Regions from separate parts of the Delphinus delphis genome. Here region 2 is linked to region 1. Evidence: chromatin contacts called from public Hi-C data. All regions are on one chromosome and are shown on one strand. The core of a region is the stretch at or near the end of the contact, and the rest is flanking DNA. Distances in the headings are between cores, read along the strand shown.

The links. A called contact is a pair of places that touch in the nucleus more often than the background predicts.
Region 2: a contact with region 1 is called in a Hi-C map of lung, with 4 times the contacts expected there. The contact joins the promoter of MRPL13 here to the promoter of DSCC1 in region 1. A contact is called at or near these places in 2 of 3 Hi-C or Micro-C datasets (lung and muscle).

The regions. Positions count from the first base shown.
Region 1 is chr17:61,790,545-61,795,999 of mDelDel1.2, forward strand. It overlaps DSCC1 (DNA replication and sister chromatid cohesion 1), which reads right to left and starts at 2,345. Exons shown (of 9, transcript XM_060035297.1): 1 at 1,964-2,345. The coding sequence starts at 2,142.
Region 2 is chr17:62,286,913-62,292,367 of mDelDel1.2, forward strand. It overlaps MRPL13 (mitochondrial ribosomal protein L13), which reads right to left and starts at 2,992. Exons shown (of 7, transcript XM_060035298.1): 1 at 2,909-2,992. The coding sequence starts at 2,992. MTBP (MDM2 binding protein) reads left to right here and starts at 3,281. Exons shown (of 22, transcript XM_059995129.1): 1 at 3,281-3,425; 2 at 4,700-4,780. The coding sequence starts at 3,308.

The DNA of each region.
Region 1 (5,455 bases), core at 1,095-3,594:
CTTGTTTTGGCCTGCGTATCCCCTAACAATCAAAGGAGCACAACCTGGCCTAATCGTCACCTATGCTGCAAAGAAATCGGGACCCTGAGAAAAGAAAGCTGCAATGTTGAACGAAAAATACGAAAATGGTATGTTTACAAACTAGACTAAATGATGTCTCTGACAAAGGGTCACAGGTGGAAAAAAGCAAGAAGAAGGAAGAGGGGAAGGACAAAAGTGAGGAGGTGGAAGAAGAAAAATGATAAAGATAATGGAGATGACAAAAAAGGAGCTGATTCTAGTAGTTTTCCTTGTCTATAAAGTATTTAAACCTCCTGTACACAATTCATTTCTTTTAAATAAATAATAAAAAACCTGAAATAGAAGACTGAAAATATTTTTTTAAAACCAATCCTTTGGGGCTTCCCTGGTGGCGCAATGGTTGAGAGTCCGCCTGCCAATGCAAGGGGACACGGGTTCGTGCCCCGGTCCGGGAAGATCCCACATGCCGCGGAGCGGCCTGGGCCCGTGAGCCATGGCCGCTGGGCCTGCGCGTCCGGAGCCTGTGCTCCGCAACGGGAGAGGCCGCAACAGTGAGAGGCCCACGTACCGCAAAAAAACAAAAAACAAAAAAAACTAATCCTTAAGTGAAAATAAAAGGTTTTTTAAAGCTTCTTGGTGCTAACAACATTTAATAGTCCCAAGTACCTACTCTTAACATTTATTTCCACGTGGCACTATCCCTGCTTTCAAATATTTCGTTTAAAACAACTACCCCTTCCCTCTACAAAAAAAAAAAAAAAAATTAAAACACACATTTTCATTCTGGTTTTTGTCAGCTAGATTAACTATAACTGTACAAAGAAGGTCCTCGCACCTGAAGTCTTTTCTCAAATTCCTGCCAACTCAGCTGGGATGAAAACCCATGAGTGACGTTCTCCTTCAGTTCCCTTAAAGATACGTTATTGCTAGCATCTGAAGACTGGCCAGTTAACTATAACACGGCTAGATGAGTAAAGTAGGCAAAGTGAAAGCCTGAAGGATTCAATTAAAAAAACATAAAAGAGAACAAACGATACCTAATAAAATACAGGTGTGGGAGGAACAACAGAGCAGAACAGAATTAAACCAGAGCCCCTAACTCCTCATTTCCCTCATTTCCAGGGACTGCACAAAGTTGAGAGAACGGACTTCTGTTTTTGCTTTGTTTTGTTTTGTTTTTGCGGTACGCGGGCCTCTCACTGACGTGGCCTCCCCCGTTTCAGAGCACAGGCTCCGGACGCGCAGACCCAGCGGCCATGGCTCACGGGCCCAGCCGCTCCGCGGCATGTGGGATCCTCCCGGACCGGGGCACGAACCCGTGTCCCCTGCATTGGCAGGCAGACCCTCAACCACTGCGCCACCAGGGAAGCCCTCCTCTGTTTTCAACCCATGGTCTTGCAGCAAATGCGTAGCTGACCTAGAATTAGAAAACAGCTTCCGATCCCGACTGAGTGACCCCAAGCAAGTTTGTTTTTTGAGGGCCTTCCACAATTACCAAGTCTGTAAAAACAGCTTTACACTTATTCCCCCCCAGTCCTATCTACTGAGTAAAATACATATAAGTAGCAGGCAAGAGGAACTCCATAAATACTGGATATTACCAATGGACTTTAAGATAGAATGGCAAAGCGTTCTGTGTAGTGCCTGGCCTCACTGTTAACATCTCCAAAACTTCCCCGAGACTCTATTTCCGGACTTGTTTTCGCTGACAGAGGCCTCCAAGACCAGCCGGACTAGTCCAGCTAACTGGACGGATTAACAGTGGCGCGGACTCCTCGGGAAAAGGTAGCCAGCTGGGGATCAGGTCACCGGCCTGCTGCGAGGGACCTGGTCAAATCAATGCACCTCTCTGGCCCAGTTTCCCCATCCTGTGTTTCCCCGCAGGAAAATCAGAAGGTGGATAGCACGAGGCTGGAGGCGGCAGGTCCCGGCCCCGGCTCACCTGTGTCCTGCCTCAAGCTGCTGGCACAGCGCGGGCTCCAACTCGAGCAGGCAGAAGTCGCCGGCGGCTGCGCTGGCCCCGGGGCCGAAGGCCAGGCAGTGCACGGTGGGCAGCAGCTCGGCCGCGTTCAGCTTGGCGATCTGCAGGGTCGCGTCCACCTCGTCGCGGGTCCTCCTCATCGCTGCGCGGGGTCGGGAGGGGTTCCGCAGTGCGCGAGGGGCCGCAGGTTTAAGACAGGAGAACAAAGCTCCCCGGGAGGCCGCGACCCGGCGAAACAAGAAATAGAACAGTGCCTGTTTTAAAAGCGCGCCTAGGCGGCTGGGGGCGTGTTTCCGGGGCGGAGCGTGCCGCGGGGGCGTCCCCGAGAGAGTCCGAAAGCTTCCCGGACTCGTGCTCCGCGGAGGACTGCCGGGTCACCCCAGGCCGAGCAGCGGCTGCTGGAAGGAAACCCGGGCTCCGCGGGGAGCTCTCGGCGGAAGCTGGCGGGAGCTGAGCTGCGACCCCGCGGGGCGCCACGTAGAACCTTCCTGCACCGCTTCCGCTGCCCTCCTCCCCGCCCTGTTTCCTGCCAATACCCCCATTTCCTCGCCATCAAAATAGTCGCGTCTTCCGCCAGTGGCAGGTCTTGCAATAAGCACTTTGCATGCATAATTTCATGAATCCTTCACCACAGCCCTGTGAAGTGGACCCTTTTAAATACCGTTCTGCAAATGAGGAAGCAAACTCCTTACCCCAGGTGGCACAGCCAGGAGGTAGTAAAGTCTGACTCCAGTCTCGTCTATTACGGCTCGAAAAATACCGCACCGAGTTTGTGCAAACACCTTGGACCGGCAGTGAGGTCCTGGTAGAATTGCACAGGACATCTCACTTCTTTGGGTCTGGGGACCACTCATTATATCTGGGAATCTATGGCTCGGACTAGATCCATCCATTCGTTGAGTACCTAGTCTGGGCTGGGTGGCAGGTGAGGGGCTGAGACCCCGTGTCAAGAGGAAAGCACCTTCCTGAGGTAGGCAAGGCGCTGCAGAGTCCTGGGGAGACAAACTCACCACTACAGGATGTGTAAAGTGCTCCCTCGGCTTTCTCTAAGGTGTCTTCTAATACATCAAGATAAGATCTTCTACCAAACCTAGATCTTAGGCTGTGCCGAATGTAGCATTTTTCCCCCGAGCAGATCTACACAGGCTCGCATACACGGTATGCAAATTTAGATCTAATATAAATATTTGACTGCTTCTCTTTTTTTTTTATTTATTGAACATTTTTGGTTTTGTTGCTTATTTTTTCACTGTCCCTCATTAAACTGATTTTGTTTGTTTGATTTTTTTTCCCTCTGGCGATTTGGAAGGTCTATATCCCGCCTCATCTACTACTGCTTCCCTCTTCCTCTTCAAGGCTTCCTCCTAACATCAGGCACACAGGCTTACAATAAGATCTTTCGGTGCCTCCCACCATTTGGGCCTCTGTTTGTCTGGCATGTTCTTCTCTTGCTGAGCACGTGTCTTTTATTTATTTTACTTTTTTTCCATGTGGCTCGTGGGATGTTAGTTCCCTGACCAAGGACTGAACCCGGGCCCTCACAGTGAAAGCACAGAGTCCTTGCTGAGCACTGTCTGACAGAACTTCCTGAGATGTTGGAAATATTCTATATCTGCACAGTCCAATTTGGTAGCTACTAACCACAGGTGGCTTTTGACTGCTTGGAATGTGGATAATGTGAATGAGGAACTGCATTTTCTTTTATTTTTAATTCGTATTTATGTATTTATTTGGCTGCCCTGGGTCTTAGTTGTGACATGCAGGATCTTCGTTGCGGCATGCAGGCCCTTAGTTGCAGCATGCATGTGGGATCTAGTTCCCTGACCAGGGATCGAACCCAGGCCCCCTGCATTGGGAGCTCAGAGTGTTACCCACTGGACCACCAGGAAGTCCCTGAATTTTAAATTCTACTTAATTTAGTTAATTTAAATTTAAATAATCACAGGTGGCTAGTGGCTACTACACTGGATCATTCAACTCTGGGTCAAGCCTGGATCAAGATTTCTTCTCAGAAATCTTTCTCTGACCTCCCTGATCAGGTCAAGCCTGTCAAATATATATCTCATGCCAAAGGTACCTCTCATGCCTAGATTTTAAGTAAGTTGTAAATTTACATTTGTGTAATTACTTAATGTGGAGTTTTTTTGTTTGTTTGTTTGGTTGGGTTTTTTTTCTCTAAGACTGTAAGCTATAAACTTCACTAGGATATGTTTTCAGTCATCATTAAGCAGAGTGCCCAGCACATAATGGATCTTCATATATATTTGCTGAACAGTTCAATGAGTGAATAAATGAATGAGTTGTGACAATGTTTACCGCTAAGGAGGGGAGTGCAGGGGGACATCAAAAAGGATTTCTGGTTTTTCTTTACTGTATAAATTTTAACACTGAGAGCATATACATGCATTAAACATGTGTAATAAAATATATTTAAAATATTTTTCCTCAGTATTACAAAACTTGACATATGGAGACTTTCCTGGCAGTCCAGTGGTTAAGACTCTGCACTTCCACTGCAGGGGGCACGGGTTCAATCCCTGGTCAGGGAACTGAGATACTGAATGCCTCATGGTGTGGCAAACAAACAAAAAAAACCCTGACATACAGACAAATAACTTAAATGGACAGATAATAAATCACACATGAGTGAGGAAGGGAGGGAAAAGGGAGAAAAAGAGTTCCTGGCACAGATTGAAGGGAGACAAGTGTAGAAGGAGACTAGTAAGATCTTAAATGGTTGATGAGGGTGGCTGGGCTTGAGAAATAATTTTTGAGATTGAAAGGACAACAGTGGCTACTTGATTAGACATGGAGAGTAAGAGAGGGAAAAGAATGAAGGATGAATTCTAGATTCCTGCATGAGCAACTGCATCCCCTCATTTACAACATGTTGTAGGAAGGGTAGGAATAGGTTTGGAGTCAGATGAGTTCTGGCTTTGATACTTGAGATTGAGTTGCTATGAGAATATACACGTGAGGATCTAGAACTTGGAGTTTGAAAAAAGGTTTGCCCAGGAGCTAAAAGATAAAGCTTTTAAATGCACATATATGGTAATTACAAGGGTGCCTGTGAATGAGATGGGAGCTGAGCAGGACCCCGTGGGACCTTTCCAAGGACAGACACACACCCCCATCCCCTCTTCTCGTTTACAGATGAACTTTAGCCTCCTAGGCCTTTCCCTAGTTCCAAAGAGCAAAGTTAATCAGAGAAGTGAGATAATACAGAAACAAAGGAAAACAGTCAAGCAAGACAAAATAATAATAGTTTAGCCATAAAACAAAATCAAGGACCTTTAGTTCCTCCTCAAGGGCTACAGATAATATCCTAAAGCATATCCTTGAGTTGTTTTGCCGATACTAAAACCCCATCAGGTGGAAGAAGTTAACTGCTGACCACCAGCACATAGACCCCAGACCAGTCGGAACAAGAAGGTTGATGATGTTGATTCCTGA
Region 2 (5,455 bases), core at 1,742-4,241, 500 kb after region 1:
TGGAGGGGTCACAAAAAGCTCTTATGAAAGTAGAAGTTGTTTATGAAGGTCTTCAAAAATATTTTGAGATTGGAAGGTACATTAACATTGAAAGATGAGTGGCCAATTATGAACTGAAGACTATTCAGGAGTTTAATTCCAAGGGAGCGTTAAATAGCAGAATGTAGCTGGAAAAGCATAGATGGATGACGTTGAATAAACTTAAATTTTAAAACACTGCCTTAGATAGACATCTTAGGCTGGCTCAGGACTAAACCGCTGTCTTTGTGTCCATCACTGCCTTCAAACTCTAAGAAAAGCACAGGCCAGAAAGATCTTGATCAGATGCTTTCTCTATGGATATACACAAGCAGCCAAACAGTGCTGGAAAAAGTACAACTAGGCTCTCTGGTTTTATCTTAAATTTAATTATCACAAATTTCAAATCAGCTTATAAAACTGCTTACCAATCTGCTGTTTTCCTGTTCTCATTCTTCTAGTCTCTACCCCATTCCCCTTTTATATCTTTTGTCAAGTTTATTTCATATATTTTGATGCCATTGTAAATGGTATTGTATTTTTAATTTAAATTTCTGATTGTTGCTAGTACATAGAAATGCACTACATTTTTGTATTTTGGTCTTGTATCCTGCAACCTTGCTAAACTCATTTATCAGTTCTAGTAACTTTTTGTAAATTCCAGTTTTTACATAGATGATCATGTCCTTTGCAAATAAGCTTCTAGCCCATACTTTCCCTCTCTCAGCTTATGAACTAAAAAAAAAAAAAAATTCAATTCAATTGTCTACAGGACAATCTTGTTTCTTCAATAAACTGTAAGAAAAAAAGACAGGAAAAGGAACCTATTATTAAGAGAGACATAAAAAAAAATAGCAACTTATTGCTACTTTGGATCCTAATCCAAAGGAAGAAACCATAAAAATATTACATATTTATATAATATACATGATATGTGTGAGAAAATTGGAAACTTGAACACATACTGGATATTTGATGATACTAAGGAATTGCTGTTAAATTTCCATTTAGCTTTGATAAATGGTAATGGGATTTTTAAAAAAATCCTTACCTTGTAAAGAACATATTGAAATATTTACTGATGAAATAATATGAGTCTGAGATTTACCTCAAATTCATAAGTAAGAGAAATAAATGAATGGGGGTACAGATTAAATGATATTGGCTGTGAGATTTTGAAATTGGGTGATATCTACTTTTATGTATGATTAAAATTATCCATAAAAAAAACAAACTCCTGACCTCCCTTCCCTACCAGCGACTGCCTCATTTCTTTCCTCTTCTTTGTAGCAAACTCTTGCAAAGAGTTGTCTTTACTTTAATTTGTCTCTCCTCATTCTCTCTTCAACCTACTCCACCCTGGCTTTTATCTTCCCACACCATCACCAGCACACTACTGCCTGCCAAGTTTACCATGACCTTCACATTACTAAATCCACTGGTCAATTCTAAGTCTTTGACACAGTTGATCATTCCCCTCTCCCGGGTATTCTTTCTTCACTTGATTTCCAGGACACCATCCTCTATTGCTTTGTTTTGTTTTGTTTTCCTATCATGCTAGTTCTCTCTTTCTCTTGCCTCTGAAATGTTGAAATGTTCCAGAACTGTTCTTGGTCCTCCTCTCTTCTCTTTACACATTTCCACACAGGCTTCATCCAGACCCATAACTTTAAATGCCATTTGTATGTTTATGATTCCCTAATTTACATCTCCAGCCTGGACCTCTTTCCTGAACTCTACACTTGCATTCAATTGCCCACCTGGCATATACACTACAGTGCTTCTTAAACCATATGCAGCAGAAGACTAGTTTTTCCCCAATCCACTGCAGACCAATACCTGATAGAAAAAACAAAACAAAACTTTTGATAAAACAATTACAATACTGCCACAATGTCAAATTGCTACAGTTTTGTTGCGGAGCACTGGCTCCAGACGCGCAGGCTCAGCGGCCATGGCTCACAGGCCCAGCCGCTCCGCGGCATGTGGGATCTTCCCGGACCGGGGCACGAACCCGTGTCCCCTGCATCGATAGGCGGACTCTCAACCACTGCGCCACCAGGGAAGCCCTGCTACAGTTTTTTAATGTTTAATTTTACTTCCTGTATTTACCTCATTAGGGACAGGTAACAAACAGTCCAAGGAAGGAATCACACTTGGAGCAGGACTAGACTAAGAGGCGGCTTAGACCAACTCCTGCTCTTCCTCCTGAAATCTGCTTCAATCTCAGCCTTGCCTATCTCAGTTGATGGAACGTTCTTCCGGTTGTTGAAACAAAAAACCCTGGAATAATCCTTGTTTTTTCTTTTGCTGTCGGCGCACATACAGTCCTGCAGGAAATCCTGTTGGCTCCACCTTAAAACGGAACGTGACCACTTTTCAATACTACACAGTTACTAAGTCTGGTTTGTGCCACCATCATGTCTAGCCGGGATTATTTCAATAGCCTCCAAACAGATTCTTTGGTTCTCTTCTCCACCAATCCCCATCTCTGTACAGTCTACTCTCGACTCAGCAGTCGGAATGCTCCTTTTAACACTTAAGCGAGATCATGTTACTCCCCTTATTTTGCTCAGTAAATCAAACTCTTACAATAGTCTACAATGCCCTATATGATCCAGCTTATTACCTCTCTGACCTTCCCTCCTTCTTCCCGAGGCGGGGGGGGGGGGGGGGGGGGGGAGAAACACGAGAGGGGTTGGCTGAAAAGGGGAGGGTAGGAGTACCAAGAAAACGACAGCAAGTGGTGGTCAGAATCACCACCCTTTGTGCTTCACCGAAGCATCTCCTGGCCCAAGGACCCGGCTTCCCATCCTACTCAGCTTCACTAAATCCGACCTCCTTCTGTCAGCGTAATGAATGCCATCGAGCTACAAGAGTCCGATCTCACCTGGGGCGCCCTAGAAAAACTCGACATGTTTCCCCAGTAGCAGGACAGTCCTTTTTCCAGGATCCAAGACCTGTCCCGCAGCATCAAGGGCCCGGCGGGAAACGCATGCAGCCGAACATGTCGGATCCTGGACAAGCCAGCACTCGTCTGCTTCTCTGCTTTTCCTGCATCTCCTCCAATCTTGCCACCGTAGCAGCTTCGTCATGAAGGGAGGAAATGATCTAGTTATTGAGAGAATAACCCCCGAAAGTAACTCGCTTGCTGGAAAAGCTGCGGAAAACCAATGGAGGGCACACAGTTTCCAGCCGACCTAAGTAGAAGGAACCGGAAGTGCGTCAGTAGCGCGGGCCTGTTTGGATGTGGAAGCAGAGACCTGAAACGGGGCCTCAGCCCTGAGAGATGGATCGGTACCTACTCCTAGTGATCTGGGAGGAAGAAAAAGTCCCGTCGGTGGCGAGTGCGGTGGCGGAGCATGGGCCAGGGGCTTCGTCCTCTGAGGGTACCGAGAAACAGCCAGGTAAGCGCTGGGCTGAGAAAGAGCGGGAACGGCTTGCAGGGAGGAGAAAAAAATTGTGATCAAGTTCTGCCGGAGTGACCTGTATGGAGTTGTCCCAGGAAGCTGTGATTCTATCTGGGATCGACCTGGTAAGGGCTGATAAAAATATTTTCTCCGTAGAAAAAATAGGGACAAAATTGTGGATGTAAGATTCCAGCGCTCATAAGTTTCCGACACAGTAAATATTTAACTGTATAAATTCCCTACGCCTTGGAAATGGAATTTCTGTTCTTTGGACATATATGCATTCAATAGGTAGTTCTGCCTCCTGTGTTCCAAATGCAGGTAATACAGAAAGGAACAAGATGGAAAAGGATCTTACTCTCCTAGAGTTTACATCCTAACGGGAGGAGACGTTCCACACGTAAACTAAGTTAAAAAACAAATTATAGGGCTTCCCTGGTGGCGCAGTGGTTGGGGGTCCGCCTGCCGATGCAGGGGACGCGGGTTCGTGCCCCGGTGCGGGAGAGTCCCGCATGCCGCGGAGCGGCTGGGCCCGTAGGCCATGGCCGCTGGGCCTGCGCGTCCGGAGCCTGTGCTCCGCGGCGGGAGTGGGCCGCAGCGGTGAGAGGCCCGCGTACCGCAAAAAAAACAAAACAAATCATAAATTTAAGACAATTACGACCGTTTGAGAATGCACAGCTTTTTGGTGCTCCTGTCTAGAATCTGTATTGCATTTTTTTTTAAGTTTTTTTTTCTTTTTTGCGGTATGCGGGCCTCTCACTGTTGTGGCCTCTCCCATTGCGGAGCACAGGCTCCGGACGCACAGGCTCAGCGGCCATGGCTCACGGGCCCAGCCGCTCTGCGGCATGTGGGATCTTCCCGGACCGGGGCACGAACCCGCGTCCCCTTCATCAGCAGGCAGACTCTCAAACACTGTGCCACCAGGGAAGCCCTGTATTGCATTTTATTTAGCTTGTTTTGATAAAGCGGCGCTTTGAGGAGGAAGTGTATGGGGTTGTGTACAGAGTATTGTAACAGGATTTTCCTTCTCCGTTTAAAATTATTCTTTTGGGGGAATTTTGGATTTGTGTTAACTGGCAGGCATGTGCAAACCGGGAGCTTTACCTATTTTCTCTGCTTGCTTTAGATTTATTATATCAAAACTTGAACAGAGTGTAGTTCTTTTATGTACAATATAGTGTACTTGAGAATCTCTGATGATGAAACTGGAATAGATCTACATTGTGTAACTCTTGAACCCAGTTGACTTAGTTTGTTTTTTTCTTTTTCAGACTTAAGAGCAGCAAATGTTTATCACCTCCTGAAAAGAAGCATTAATGCTTCAATTAATCCAGAAGATAGTACCTTCCCTGGTAAGTAAAACATAAACCCCTCTTTTCACTGGCACAGCATTTGCATTGGAAATAAATTTAATTAATCTCGTCACATGGGAGTCCAAGAAACACTTGTTGACTGTGTACAAGTCACTGGGATAGGGAAGCAATGAAAGAAATACAAAATGGAAAAGACGCTATCCCTCTCTTCCTGATGCTTGGATGTCATAAAGTTGTTATGAAAATTATTTTAGGGTCTCAGTTTGAGTTTTGTTCCCTTTATGAGATTTTCTTGCCCATCTTCAGCTCCATATAAGATAGAGTAATGTGGCATTATAAGGAGGATTTGTGATTTTGTCATGAGTACAAATACATCATTAATCTTATACCCATTTCCTTACCTTTTATTTTTCCATCCTTACCTCTTACTGATTCTTTTAAAAGCACTTCATAATTGTTAAACTCAGTCATCTTTTCTCCATTCTTATCTGCTTTAACTTTTTCAAAGTATTTGACTTTTTTGAAAATAAAATACTCTTTACTTTGTAAAAATCTTTTCTCCTTTGGTTTCTATTGGCATTATACAGATCCATGTATTTACATCTTTGTTAGTTATCCTCTTTTTTTCTTCCTTTTCTTGGCCTCTATCTGAGAGTGTCTTTCAGAGGCTCAGAAAAAAGGAGTTATCAAAACAGGTCTAAAAGCTGAAGGAAG